3 separate regions of the Oryzias latipes genome follow, and regions 2 and 3 are each linked to region 1. A link is a contact called in public Hi-C data. All regions are on one chromosome and are shown on one strand. Each heading gives the region's core, a stretch centred on a gene start, on an enhancer-like site or on the middle of the called end of the contact. The rest is flanking DNA. Distances are from core to core; before and after follow the strand shown. Region 1 holds the start of prkch (protein kinase C eta type). Region 2 holds the start of LOC101159959 (leucine-rich repeat-containing protein 9). Region 3 holds the start of pcnx4 (pecanex-like protein 4).

Region 1 (4,221 bases), core at 664-3,163:
GTGGGGTCTTCAAGTTACTTAATCATGAAAGAACTGTGATGAGCAATGAGAAAGACAAGGGTGGAAGGCAAAGAGGAAAAAGTTGAAGTCTTTTTGTGCCCTCTGCTGGACAAATGCATGTACAAGAACCATATATAACACGCCTTTCCTGCATGAAAACATGAGTCCTGTTGAATCCCGTTGACTCTGAGGTGCTGAGCAGCACTGAACAGGAGCTGGTCAGGGAAACCCACATGGAAGGTGATGTATGGCAACAAGATAAAAAAAATAAAGTATTTTATTGTGATCTAAAACATGTAATAGCCATCAGCGTATTCACCCGTGTGCAGCCAGGCAGTGTGCGGTGAGCCTGCTTTATCACTGTGACCTCTCCTGCTCAGTACGGTCATGTTTGAGAAGTTGTTTACAAGACAGTCTGGATCAGAGGGATGTGCACAAAGTGGGACCCCAGCTCTTTATTTACAACAGCTGGAACAGAAAGACGCTGAGTGCTGACATTTGGCAGAGAGAGGCGAGGGGTCAAGTCTGACACCAATAAAGTGGAAACTTTGATTTGGGGTATTTATGATGAGGCAGAAGCAGCACCCTCAGAGAGAAAAGGTGAAGCAGAAACAATGGAATTAAAAATGCTACAAAAAATAGCATTTAAAAGAAATTAAAAGCTCAGTTTTCCTCAAAATACAAAAAAGTTATTTAGAAGAGGCTGTAACTAAAACTACAAAATTTACCGGTAATAGGAAAACCAAAAAAGAAATGGGGCTCAATTATATATTTGTTTCAGCAATTCCATTCAAAGGATCTCAATGCCTTAATTTAATCCAGACACTTTTAAATCTTTAATAGCCAAACATCAATATACAAACTAACCATAAACAATAAGACAAGAAAACAAAAACTAGGATAATACAACTCAAAAATATACCACACAAGAATCTTCACGAGCAGAACATAACACATTTTTAACAGCCCACACATAAACAAAAGGATGTAGCACATTAGTTTAGCAGAGGACATTTCTTTCTATCTTTTGGTAACAACCTTTATTGAGACGGTAGGTAAAAGAAAACACTACAAATACTGTGCACCCTTCACATCAACAAGGGTTGACTGTATCTTATTGAACATAAAATATTTAAAAAAAATGTTCCTTTTTTAGATTAAATTTTCTTCATATTTTCCACATGCTCTACTGTATTTTAATTTCATTTAAAGTCCAGAAGAAAAGATTTAAAAAAGGGTGGGACCATTTACATTTGTATATTTGGAATATCCTCAAAATAATAAACACTTAAATAACAAAATTGAAATTTTTTGCCCAACCATGTCATTCAAAATGTAACATGACATCGAAAATATTAAATCGGATATTTACATTTAATTTTGTAATTATAAATACTTTTAATCAGCGCAAAATTCTCTGTGTACATACAATGATAAACTAGGTAAAATGGAAAATGGTCTCTTTACTTGATTGGTAAAGAAGACAAGACTTTTGTTTATTTTAAATCTTCCTTTCGCACATCATTGTTTGTTTTTGATAAATTTTATTTACAGATAAGATACACAAGTGTTAATGCCAAGGAGAAAGAATGATGTATACGGTCACAGTAGAGGTGCATCCCAAAATAAATATATATTAATGAGCAGTTTATTTAAAAAAATGTTTTCTTAAATTGTAAACGTTTAAAATTTTGAATTGAAATGTTTAAAAGAAATTAAAAAATATATTTAAGAAAAAAATAAAATACATTTGTTGAAATAGTCTTTTTTTATCTTAATTTGCTGATTTTACGAAATAGGACAGGTGAGGCTTCCTGACGTATCCACGACTACACCGCAATGCATGCCGGTCAATGTAGTACAGGTCTCCCTTTTCTCCAATTCGACTGCCCATGTAACCACGTGACCCACTAAAGCTGTGACAGGTTGGGAGGTTTCGTGTTTGTGTATTTTGGGTTAGTGTTCGCACTTTGACAAGTTATGCGGAACTGGCCGCCCGCTCGGCGTGTTGTTGCTGGAGCTTCCTATTACCCGAAGAGCTCAGAAACAGGTTTTCAGGCTGACTGCTCGCTGGTCCAGAGCTGCGACAGCTGACTTTGCACTGGAGCCAAGACGACGTGACTTTATTCAAACTCCGTTTTCTACTCTAGAATAGACAGTTTTTCTAAAATTAATATTTAATTTTCTTTTTTTACGTTTTTTCTTTACAACTTATTTGTGTTTTTGCTTCTTTATGCGCGCGCGCGCGCTTTGTCGAGATGAAGTTTAACGGGTACCTGAAGCTGCGCATTGGTGAGGCTTTGGACCTCAAGCCCACCACCGCCTCCACGCGCCACTCCGTCATCTTCAACAAGGCCCCTCTGGCGCTGGACCCCTACATGGTGGTGAAGGTGGACGAATACAAAATCGGACAAACTCACACCAAGCAGAAGACCAACCAGCCGACCTACAACGAGGAGTTCTGCATGAACGTGAACGACGGCAAGCAGATCGAACTGGCGGTCTTCCACGACACCCCGCTCGGATACGATGACTTTGTGGCCAACTGCATCATCCAGTTCGAAGACCTCATCAAGACCATCAACACGGGGGAGAACTTTGAGGAATGGGTGAGTAGGAACTGGGAAGTTCCCAGGTGTCATGGACTCCTGTTTTGATTCCCAGCTCATTCAGTCTGCCATCACAAGTGACTGATTGATCCTTTAGTTTTTAATAATCTTTATTAATCCCGAGGGTCAGATTAGGATTAAAACGTGTCCAGCCATTTTTCCAAAACAGCACACATCTTGAAAAGTATTTTAATTTACTTTTAAAAGTAAATTAAGAAAATGTCTTTCAAATGTGGACCAAAGTAATAAAATAATTTAACACCAGATTATCTCTGATTAAAACCCTTTTTGCAACAGTTATAATATGTAATCTCCTCAAGGATATTGCATTTTTGTTTTTACCTAAATCAAACTTGATTAACTATATATATTAAAAAAAAAAGATTTGCATGTGATCACATTCATGCATTTGCCTTTTTAGATCAAATCAAATACACACACATTTAGATTATACTGATCAAACCTCCCTGTCTGCAGGTGATTATTCAGATCAAGCCCTTTTTTTCTCTGAACCTTTTACCCAATGCCTCACACCTCTCCATCAATTGCGTTTGGTCACATTTAAATGAAGGGTGTCATTTTTCAGTGCTAAAACGTTCAAATCCAGAATTTCTTTTTGCCCTAATCACAATAAATTTACTTTTATTTTAAATCGACTAGGGTTGTAAAGTTACATCAGCTGATGTTTTCAACTCAATGTCGATTGAGGTGAGCAGAGTGAGGAGAACTGGATAAGTGTCAACTTCTTTCTAATGTCTTATGGCCTTTTAGGAGTTGGAATACGTATCAAAATATTCTATGAATTCTTATAGTTGCAATCAACTTTGTTATTGGAATTTATTCAAAGTCAGTTGCAAGTTTTCCATAATGTTGATCTAAATACACACTTAACCTTTATTTTGTTTGTATTTTACTTATTTATTTTATCTATTTGTCTCATATGTTGAAATCTATAATTGTATGTATGTATGTATGTATGTATATATGTATATATGCTTAAATTACAATGCTGCTGAAGTTGATGTAAGCTGAAGGCACTGATAAAATAGTAAATAAGTGATTAATAAACTTAAAAAATTGTGAAAATGTAGTAAATCACTTGATCACAATTGTGATCCAATAAAATAATCACTAACATATGATACATAGGGCAGGAAAAAGAAGGTTGACATGCAAAAATCTTCAATTTGTAAAGATTTCCAGCTTTAAAACAATACATTTACATGGACTTGGATAGTAGAGCAGAGTTGATGCTGCCAGCGGCTTTCCACCTGTAAGGCCCCATGCTCTGCTTATTGGCTTAGAGGCTTTGTCAGTAATCAGGAGAAAGCGTGGTGTGAAACTGGCATCAATGGGATGAAGAAACATTGAAGGAGCTGCAAATCACACGCAATGTCCAGGCACGTTCAACAAATGCAACAATTGCTTTGAATTTTTGAAGACTTTTATTCTTTTTAGCCTCAAACTTTCAGCACCTTAACCACATTTGGTTGATTTGTGGTTTAAAAATGTGAGAGGATCTTAAAAAGGGCCTTTTACCCTTTAGGAGATGAAACTGCTCCTCTTTAAGTTGGAGTTCCCCCTCTTCTGACTGACTTTCATCCCTCCAGGA
Region 2 (4,221 bases), core at 831-3,330, 170 kb before region 1:
GGTTGTTCAGCCTAAGAAACAGGATAAAGTTCTGTCCAGTGGTAATTTAATACCTCTGGAGTCAGCATCCTGTAGGTCCTGAGTTTGTTTATCACCGTTGTAAACAACAGTAAACTCCAAACATCTCAAAGGGACACAGCTCAGCATTTCATTAGCTTTACGCAGGATTTTGGAACTTCAGTGCAGTGTTGGAGCCAATCTGTGTCTTTCTGAGGAAAATCAAAGCAAACAGCATCACATTATTTCTGATTAAGTGAGAAACGTCCCCTCTGTCCTCATAGATGGGATTTGCGGCGTTTCCAGCGGGAACAAACGTGACAGGAGAGATTAATTCAACTGTGCGGACACGGCTTAGCAACAGTATTGCAGCAACACTGTTCTCTTTCAGGAGCCAAAACAAAGAGTGTGTCCCCCGTCTGTGAGCACCTACACACCTTGTCTGGCAGACTGTTATGAAAGTGGAGCAAATGCTTTGTTTACATTTTCAAGCAAGAAAAGTGGAAAAGACAAAGGTTAAATATTAAAGGATATTCCTATCCTATAATTTAATCTTAACAAAAGCTTTTATTAACTAATCTGTTTACACCTGACTGTTGAGGTTTCATTCCCTGATAGGAATAGTCCACTTCCTGAAAAAGAATCTGCATAAAAAGCGTGTTTTTTTTATTGATTTGATTCAAGCAGCATGCCAAATGAGAGAGCGCTTGAGCAGTTAAGAGAGGAAACTTGGCCGCATGATTTTTTTTTAAGCATAACCTTATGAATTTTTCAGTGAACTTGTGAATAAAAGTGGCTCACTTCTGCCCAACACACGAATAGTGAGGCAAGCGACCTTAGGAGTAAAAATAGCAGCATGAGCCAAGCTGTTCTTCAAAGGGGAAGGACTTTAAGCACAAATTTGAAGCCATTAGAGTTTCTTAGACCTTTTGAATTAAGGCTGTTTTTATTTAGTCCTTCTGACCTTATTTTAAGTAGCATTTTTGGTCAAATTGGTGAGTTAGATCTCATTGGCCAACAACATTTTGACTATTATCCAACAATCATCAACTAATTGAGACCTACCCAGACAGGTGCTTCTTTTATTGTATTTATAACAGAAAACTGGCCTTAACATCATAAATCACATATAGTCCTTTCAGATTTATCAGCATGTGAACACACATGTAGATCAAATCAGAACCTGAAAGTTGCAAAAAAAAATAGCATCTTTGTTTTCAATTCCAGAAGTTTTAACTCCTCATAACAGCAGACAAGCAGGCCGTCTGTCGTAATCTATAATAAACTGCGCCTCAGCATCAGTCGCCCCCATTTTAAGACATAAAATCACTCCTTGTGTTTGCTTTTGCCCATGAGTATTATTAGGTTTGGCAGAAAAGTAAGATTTGTCTCATTTACGTTAAAGTTTTACCTGTAGAGGCAGTTTCCATAGCAACGGGAGGCCTTTTCCCGTCGTCCTGGAAAGGATGAAATTGTTGATCCAGGTCGCCCACAGCGTCACCACCTCTCGGCTTCAAATCGTGACGCAGCTCGTCGAAGCGGGTGGATGTGTTCCCAAACAAGCCGTTCCTCTCGTAATCATCCCCGAACCACCTCTCCTCCTCGCGGAGCTCCTCGCCGGGCTGAGCGGACATGCTTTGTTGCTGTTGTCGGACAGACTGGGAACAGTCAGCGGCTGCTGAGGCTTCCTCTCCTCCTCCCCCCGTCTGACCGTACTGCAGAGCCGGCGGCGACGCTCGAGCTCGAACGGGTGATCCGGGAAAACACGGGGACGCTCCCGCCTGGCTTCTGCTCAGCTGTGCCGGGGCTGTGAGGACGGCAGGGATGAGGCGGAGCGGGCGGTTTGGAACCAGCACCAGAGGAGAGAGGTTGATGTTGTAGTTCACCGAGCCACCGCTGACGTCATCCTGTCCGCTAGACAGCAACGCAACTTTAGGACAAATACACACCCTAGTTTTCATTAAAATAAGGAAAACCAAATAAAACGATCAATTTATATAATATCAAACTATGTTTAACAAAATATGTTTAAGGCAATTACAGAAGCAGAATTTAGGGAATAAATCACATATAATATTACTATTTTTTCAGTCTGAATAGCACTTAAAAAAATGAAAAACTTTATTTATTTTCTGCCTTTTGTACTAAAGAATATTCTGGAGATCCAAATGTCTTGTGTCTCCATGAAAACAGTCCAGACAAATCTTGCAGTATGGCGCCCTCGTGTGGTAGCTCAGCGTACAAACAAAGCTTGAAAAGTTTCGGAGTTCCTCCATGGCAACCAAACACTCGTGCCTGGATACGCGTTCTTCCCATCGATATTGGTAACCAATTGTGTTTCAATCATACATTAATAAACGATAACAAAAATGCATTTTACGTTTTAATATATAATATGTGCAGTGCAGAGAGTCTGTAGAACTGATGCTCAGTCCTTAAACTTGGTCGGTTTCTGTTTGTTTGGTGTGCATGTTTGGGGGGAGGGGCAAATATAAACGTTTACTCAAAATTGGTTTTTAACATTTAAATTGACGGGCACGTGTTAGTTTTGTATTGTTTTCAGCAGAACCGACCAGTAATGCTTAATTTGTTGTTTTTGTTTATTTTTTTGCACAGCTATGTTGAAAAGTGACAAAAAGACGAACTGCAGGGATGAAGAGGTGGTCAAAAAACTAGTAAGTTAACACTAAGAAAAACATGTGATACCATGCAGAAGTTTTTGATTTTGTAGTCAAGAAATGTTTGCAACATAAATTGCAAGTAAAAAGAAAACAATGTACAGTAAATGTAAAGGAAATTCCACTCTCCCTCTGGAATTATTCTGGAGGCTCTCTCTCTCTCAGCATTTATTTATTTGTTTGTTTGTTTGTTTGTTTGTTTGTTTGTAGCCAATTAACCATGGAGAACTACCAAAAATTATTACTTGTAGTTTTAAAGTTAATTTGACTTTTTGTTTACTCATTTTGGGTAGCAGCGATTAACAGCGGCCAAAAAATAAAATGTAAAGATGAAAAAATATTTGATGAAAACAAAAAAAAATTTAAGACATTGTAAAAAAAAGAAAGAAAATTGCCTATGGGTTTGTAGGGTTAATTAAATATGTGTTTTTTTATTGTGTTTACTTTGCTTTACTTTAATTTGTGTTTACTTTACGATCTTTTAATGCATTTAAATCTATTTTATATCATTATCTTGTAATGTTCTTTGTAAATTCATTGTAACAAATAGATAACTTTAAATATTTACTCTCCATGCAAGTGCAAAAATGCTCATTGCTAGACTATTATATCAATATGAATTGCCCCTAATTTTCTGCCTATATAGAATATTACTGCTGGCTTCTGTGATTGTTACATGAAATAGGAAATGAGTGAATAGTGTTTTTTTTATTCAAAAATAAATTACGTTTTTTTTTAGAAAATTCATTATGAACATGTTTAAAATATATCATTTCTGCTTTTGCATTTTTATGAATTTCTTTAATATATATGAATAAATGCTGCAGTCTAAATACACATTGTCAGAAAAACGGAGAAAAAAAAAAGACTCCCAAAAAACTGAATGTGGAAGCAAAAAGGTTTTAGGTTTGCTTTTATTTGACTGTATTTCAACCCCCCTTTTTAAATTTATTTATTTATTTATGATGCATAAATATCAAGATCATGAATCATTGTTCATCTTTTTGCTCACAACAGTGTCTGGTCAATGGCGTTTCCTATGAAAAAATAGCACAGGAGGGGAGTAACGTCACGTCTCTGGAGATCTTTTTCTCTGGTTTCCCCCGAATGGTCGGGCTCTTCTTCTTTCCAAGACTTTGCCACCTTACCATCGTGGACCAGACCATAGAACACATTGAAGGACTGGAGAACTGCCCTCTGCTACAGCAGATCTGGATAGTCCAGTGTCGTCTTAGAGTGAGTTTTCATACAGTACAGACCAAAAGTTTGGTTTTGCACCTTGAGAAGGTGTGTCCAAACTTTTGGTCTGTACTGTATATGTTTGTGTAAAAATGTCAGACATAACAACTTTTAATTTATGAGATTATAATATAGTTTATGTTCAAGTATGTATGTGAGATTAAACACTGCAGCAATAAGGATTAAAACAAATAATAACGTTTCAAACCCAGAGACGAAGAGTTTAACCTTTTTGTTTTTAACATATAATTGTTTTCTCATTGTCTTATCAACAGGAAATATCTGGACTACAAAACTGTCAAAAACT
Region 3 (4,221 bases), core at 745-3,244, 150 kb before region 1:
CAGATGCACTTTTCTCTGTGTCTTTCCTGCTCTCTTTGCTCCTCCACGTGAGCAGACCACACGGTTTATAGCTGGTTTAATGGGATGGAATGTGACAGGTTATGTTTTCATCTGCCTGATATGGAGCAGGGCTCAGGCAGGAGGGGCCGAGAGGGAAAAGAAGAGACAGCAAGAGGTAGAGGAGAGGGGGAGTAGGTCTCTACAGTTGTAATCCAGATTCATAATAAGAGATGTTTGTGCTTGCTGAATCAGTAATACATGATGCCCCATCCCCCTGTAGTGTCCTCACCATACACACATGCATGGGGTAAACACATTCATTGTATGGGGCAATTACTGCTGGGCCACTAACTCTTAGGATTTGCTCTGTTTCTGCATGCAGAGCACCTTTAGACCAAGACTGTGAATGGAAAATCCTTTCACTTCTACTTAGTTTGGTTCAACTTTATAAGAGAAATTCCTACTTGAAGAAGCTGATCATGTATGTAGGTGAATATTGCACAATGAATTAAACTCCTCCAAGACACAACTTTTACACTCCACAAGTTTTGAGTGCCCACCGTTTTTCAACAAGACATGCTTGTTACAGTTTCATCATGGCTTAAGTAGATATTGGCTTTGGAAAAAATCAACTGTTTGGCTTCTGATGTCGGCCCTCTGCATGTCATCAACAAAATCCAAATTGTGTTGTCTTCTGAAGGTGCACATTATGGCCAAAGTTCATCTTTTATCCTCACAAACACATCCTGTCTTGTCATATTGCCTCTTTTAAAGCCTGTCATTGAATTATTGCTGTCGCTTGTCATTTTCCTGTAATTTGTTTCCTGTGAAATAAGGAGCAAACGGAGACTTAGATTAGAATGGAGAGGAAAATGCTTCTATTTTGTGTAGACATTTTGGATAAGAGCAAGTACTAAGGCAATATGTATGTGGGACTTCTTTTCAGCGTTATGGGACTGTTAAACCTGTGTCATTTATCACATTATTTCAAATTTTCATTCTGTCGCTTCTTTGAATCGGCAAAGAAACAAGTTAAGAGAGGAACCAAACAATAGACAAATGCCCAATTTTCTGGTAATTTGAACAGAAATCAATTCTCAATGCTTGGTCTGATGGCTTTTGAGCAATTTGGCTTTACCCTTTTATACCTCAGGAGGTTTGCATAATTGTTCCTTAAATGACATAATAGTAAATATTGCTTTTAGATGTTCACGTGCTGCACAAGATTTCACGGTACCATACTGCAGTCTCAAGCTTGTCTATTTTAACAGGTATTTGTATCATGAAAAAAATGGAAGGGCTTTTCAAGATGACAAGGAAAAACAACATGCTGGCCACTTTTTTCCCTTAAGCCCAGTGAACAACAACAATTTAATCTCCTTCACTCCAGATTGTTAGCTTTCTTTGTGTTGATTTTGTGTTCATGCTTGTCATCAATCGTGCAGCCCCTTTCTTGGCCTACCCCCTCCCCCTGCACCCCTCAAAAATAACATTTTAAGGACACAATTTTCGTTCAGGGACGAAAATATATACATATATAGCACAAAATATATATATAGCACAAAAAACACATTTATCTTAAGTTCGTTTTTTTTAAGTTATTTTAATGTGATAGAATTAAAAAGTTAACTGTAAAAAATTTGTGAGGAAAAATACCAGTAAAATAAACAAGGGTTTTTTATTTTATTTTATTTTATTTAGAATGCTCAATGCATACAGGTCTAAGTAGTAAGTGTAGAAAAAAACTATACAAACTCACAAACATCAATGCCTTGCATTAGAAATGAATACATTTATCACGAATGTGTTTGTATTTGGGGAACAACAAGTGTTTTTTGATAACTAAACTTCCCCCAGACGATCTTTGCGCTAACATTCCGGGTATTTATATGGGATGCTGATTATGGAAAGGGTGGGATTCGACAAAACCAACCAATTACAGTGCATGTATATGTGACTGCGCCACTCTGATTGGCTATAATCTGACCGTGTACTGTGCTCGTCTGTTAGCATTCTATCTGCTAGCTAGCAAAGCAATGCAACTATAGTCAATTCTCCCACCACTCCTCTGTGAAATTTTCCCACCAGTTCGTCAATTTACACAGAAAAGATAACGTGTTGTTGGTCTCCTTTTTAAAGGTAAGTTAACCCTCCTCTGGTTGACAACTTGCTTATATTTTACCTAAAACAGGAGACTAACAGAACAGTTGAGCTACCATCGCTAGCTTAGAATTCTAAAGCTAACGAAGCTAAATTATGTCATTGCATGGAGACATTTTTATATTTTTAACCTTTTTTTCTTCCTTGGAATAATTATATAAGAGCGTTTTTTGTTGCATGGCAAGAAGGTAAACTAATAAACAAACAGACGAACAAAAAAAACAAAAAAAAACCCCAAAAGAATCAACAAGACATCGTTGTTTGCTGCTGTGTATGTTGTGTTCTCCTAGCAACTCGGGGATATTTGCTTTTCTATCTAATTTTCTCCCTAAAAATCACTTAGACGTAATTCATGACTAAAGCGTTGTATCAGAAGTAAGATAATATCTTTTCTAATTATTGATGTTCAGCCTGCAAAATAACGAAAAGCGTTGTTGAAGCTTCTAACCCTCTGTTAAAAGCAAACATGTACCGTGGACTTAATGACATCACTTTCATCCATGTTAAATACTCTTTGATATATTTCAATGTATTTGAAGCTTTGAACAGAATAGCATTTAGCTCCTTTGAAATGTGATGTTTGTGTGTTGCCGAGACGTTTTTGCATGCATTACTAAAAATGTAACAGCAACTCTGTTCACTCTCATTGTCTTGTCAAACCTCCACTGCACATCACTTAAATTTTTGTTTGCATGAAAGCAATTTTTCTTCTTTTTTTATCAAGGAAATTGAAATTATATACAAAGCCCAGAAAGATTAAATAAATCCAATTACAAATAGTAAAGAAAATGTAGGTATTTGGATGAAGTATTGTTTAGTTCCTATTACTACAACAATGCACCTAAACCTTTTTGTCCTTTGTTGTTCTCAAGTGTAATATTGATCTGATGTTTTTTTTTCTTCTTATGTTCCACATAATAATTTAACATGTTGTTTACAACCAGAATATTTTCAATATTAAATGTTTTATTTAATGTAAAATAAGAATTAATGGATTGTATCCCACGAGAATTGGAACGTTTATGTAGTCTGATCTGTTTCTATTTAGAAAAAAATAAAATGAATAACTGTTTATACTTTTGTTACATCAACATTTAGTCACTAAGAAAATAGTAATACATCAAGCTTTCATAAAAAAGAGCTATTTGAATAATCAGTATTAAAGTCCTACTTTTAGGGGGAAAAAGTGTATTTAAAAAAAATAGAAGATAATGAAAATATTTAAAATAAAGTCCACAAAATGTAAATAAAGGGACAATCATTAAAAAAAATGCTAAAAGTGTCTTTTCACATTTAAGTCCATCAAGAGCTTGTGCATATCAACCTAAGATTAAGCCGTTAGGACATTTTTTAGCATTCTATGCAGCAAGATTGTGCTAAATATTACACCAGTCCCTTCAAAAAAGACAAACATTCACATTTATGTATATATCATGCTTCAACTTTATTATTGAAGTTATGACAGTAGTTTATTTTACAAACATTGTCTCAAAATGTTGTTTTTGAAGGCCAATAGACAGAATAGCCAAATAATATTATTTACAGTATGTTTAACTATTTATAATATGGTAAAGAAAAAACAAATATTAAGGTTTTTGTTAAGGCAAAACGGAAAACTTGTGTATATGTATTTGTAGTATTCTTGTTCTGCTGAAGTAATTAGCAAACCTTCATTACTTAACAGAATGTGTTTCTTTTTGCAGGTTTTTCCACTGATCGGTGATGATTGGTAATCCTCCTCCTGCACAGAGATGACCTCCCGTTCTTTAGGGAAAGGTCAGAATGGGGCCAGATGTGCCCCTTCTCAATGAATACAAACAGGAGTTCTTCTGGAAGCGCTTCCCCCAAACAGTTTTGGGAGGTCCGCGCTTTAAGTTGGGCTACTGTGCCCCTCCGTTTGTTTATGTTAACCAAGTGGTTTTGTTCTTAACGCCATGGCTTTTTGGGGGCATCGGCACACTGCTCTGTCAGCTGCAGGTGCTTCAAGAACTTCACGCTGCCGTGCTCTCTGGTATGCTTATGTTTGCTGCTGCAGTGGCTGTCCAGGCCCTGGCACACTAT

What was found. A called contact is a pair of places that touch in the nucleus more often than the background predicts.
Region 2: a Hi-C map of embryo shows a contact between it and region 1, with 1.9 times the contacts expected there. The contact joins the promoter of LOC101159959 here to the promoter of prkch in region 1. A contact is called at or near these places in 3 of 5 Hi-C or Micro-C datasets (embryo and fibroblasts).
Region 3: a contact with region 1 is called in a Hi-C map of fibroblasts, with 2.5 times the contacts expected there. The contact joins the promoter of pcnx4 here to the promoter of prkch in region 1. A contact is called at or near these places in 3 of 5 Hi-C or Micro-C datasets (embryo and fibroblasts).

What each region holds. Positions count from the first base shown.
Region 1 is chr22:11,993,493-11,997,713 of ASM223467v1, reverse strand. It overlaps prkch (protein kinase C eta type), which reads left to right and starts at 1,913. Exons shown (of 14, transcript XM_023951757.1): 1 at 1,913-2,609. The coding sequence starts at 2,259.
Region 2 is chr22:12,165,617-12,169,837 of ASM223467v1, reverse strand. It overlaps LOC101159959 (leucine-rich repeat-containing protein 9), which reads left to right and starts at 2,080. Exons shown (of 33, transcript XM_020713607.2): 1 at 2,080-2,321; 2 at 2,614-2,672; 3 at 3,693-3,911; 4 at 4,190-4,221. The coding sequence starts at 2,210. It overlaps rtn1 (reticulon-1), which reads right to left and starts at 1,973. Exons shown (of 9, transcript XM_004082287.3): 1 at 1,409-1,973. The coding sequence starts at 1,958.
Region 3 is chr22:12,146,514-12,150,734 of ASM223467v1, reverse strand. pcnx4 (pecanex-like protein 4) reads left to right here and starts at 1,994. Exons shown (of 11, transcript XM_004082550.4): 1 at 1,994-2,139; 2 at 3,864-4,221. The coding sequence starts at 3,943.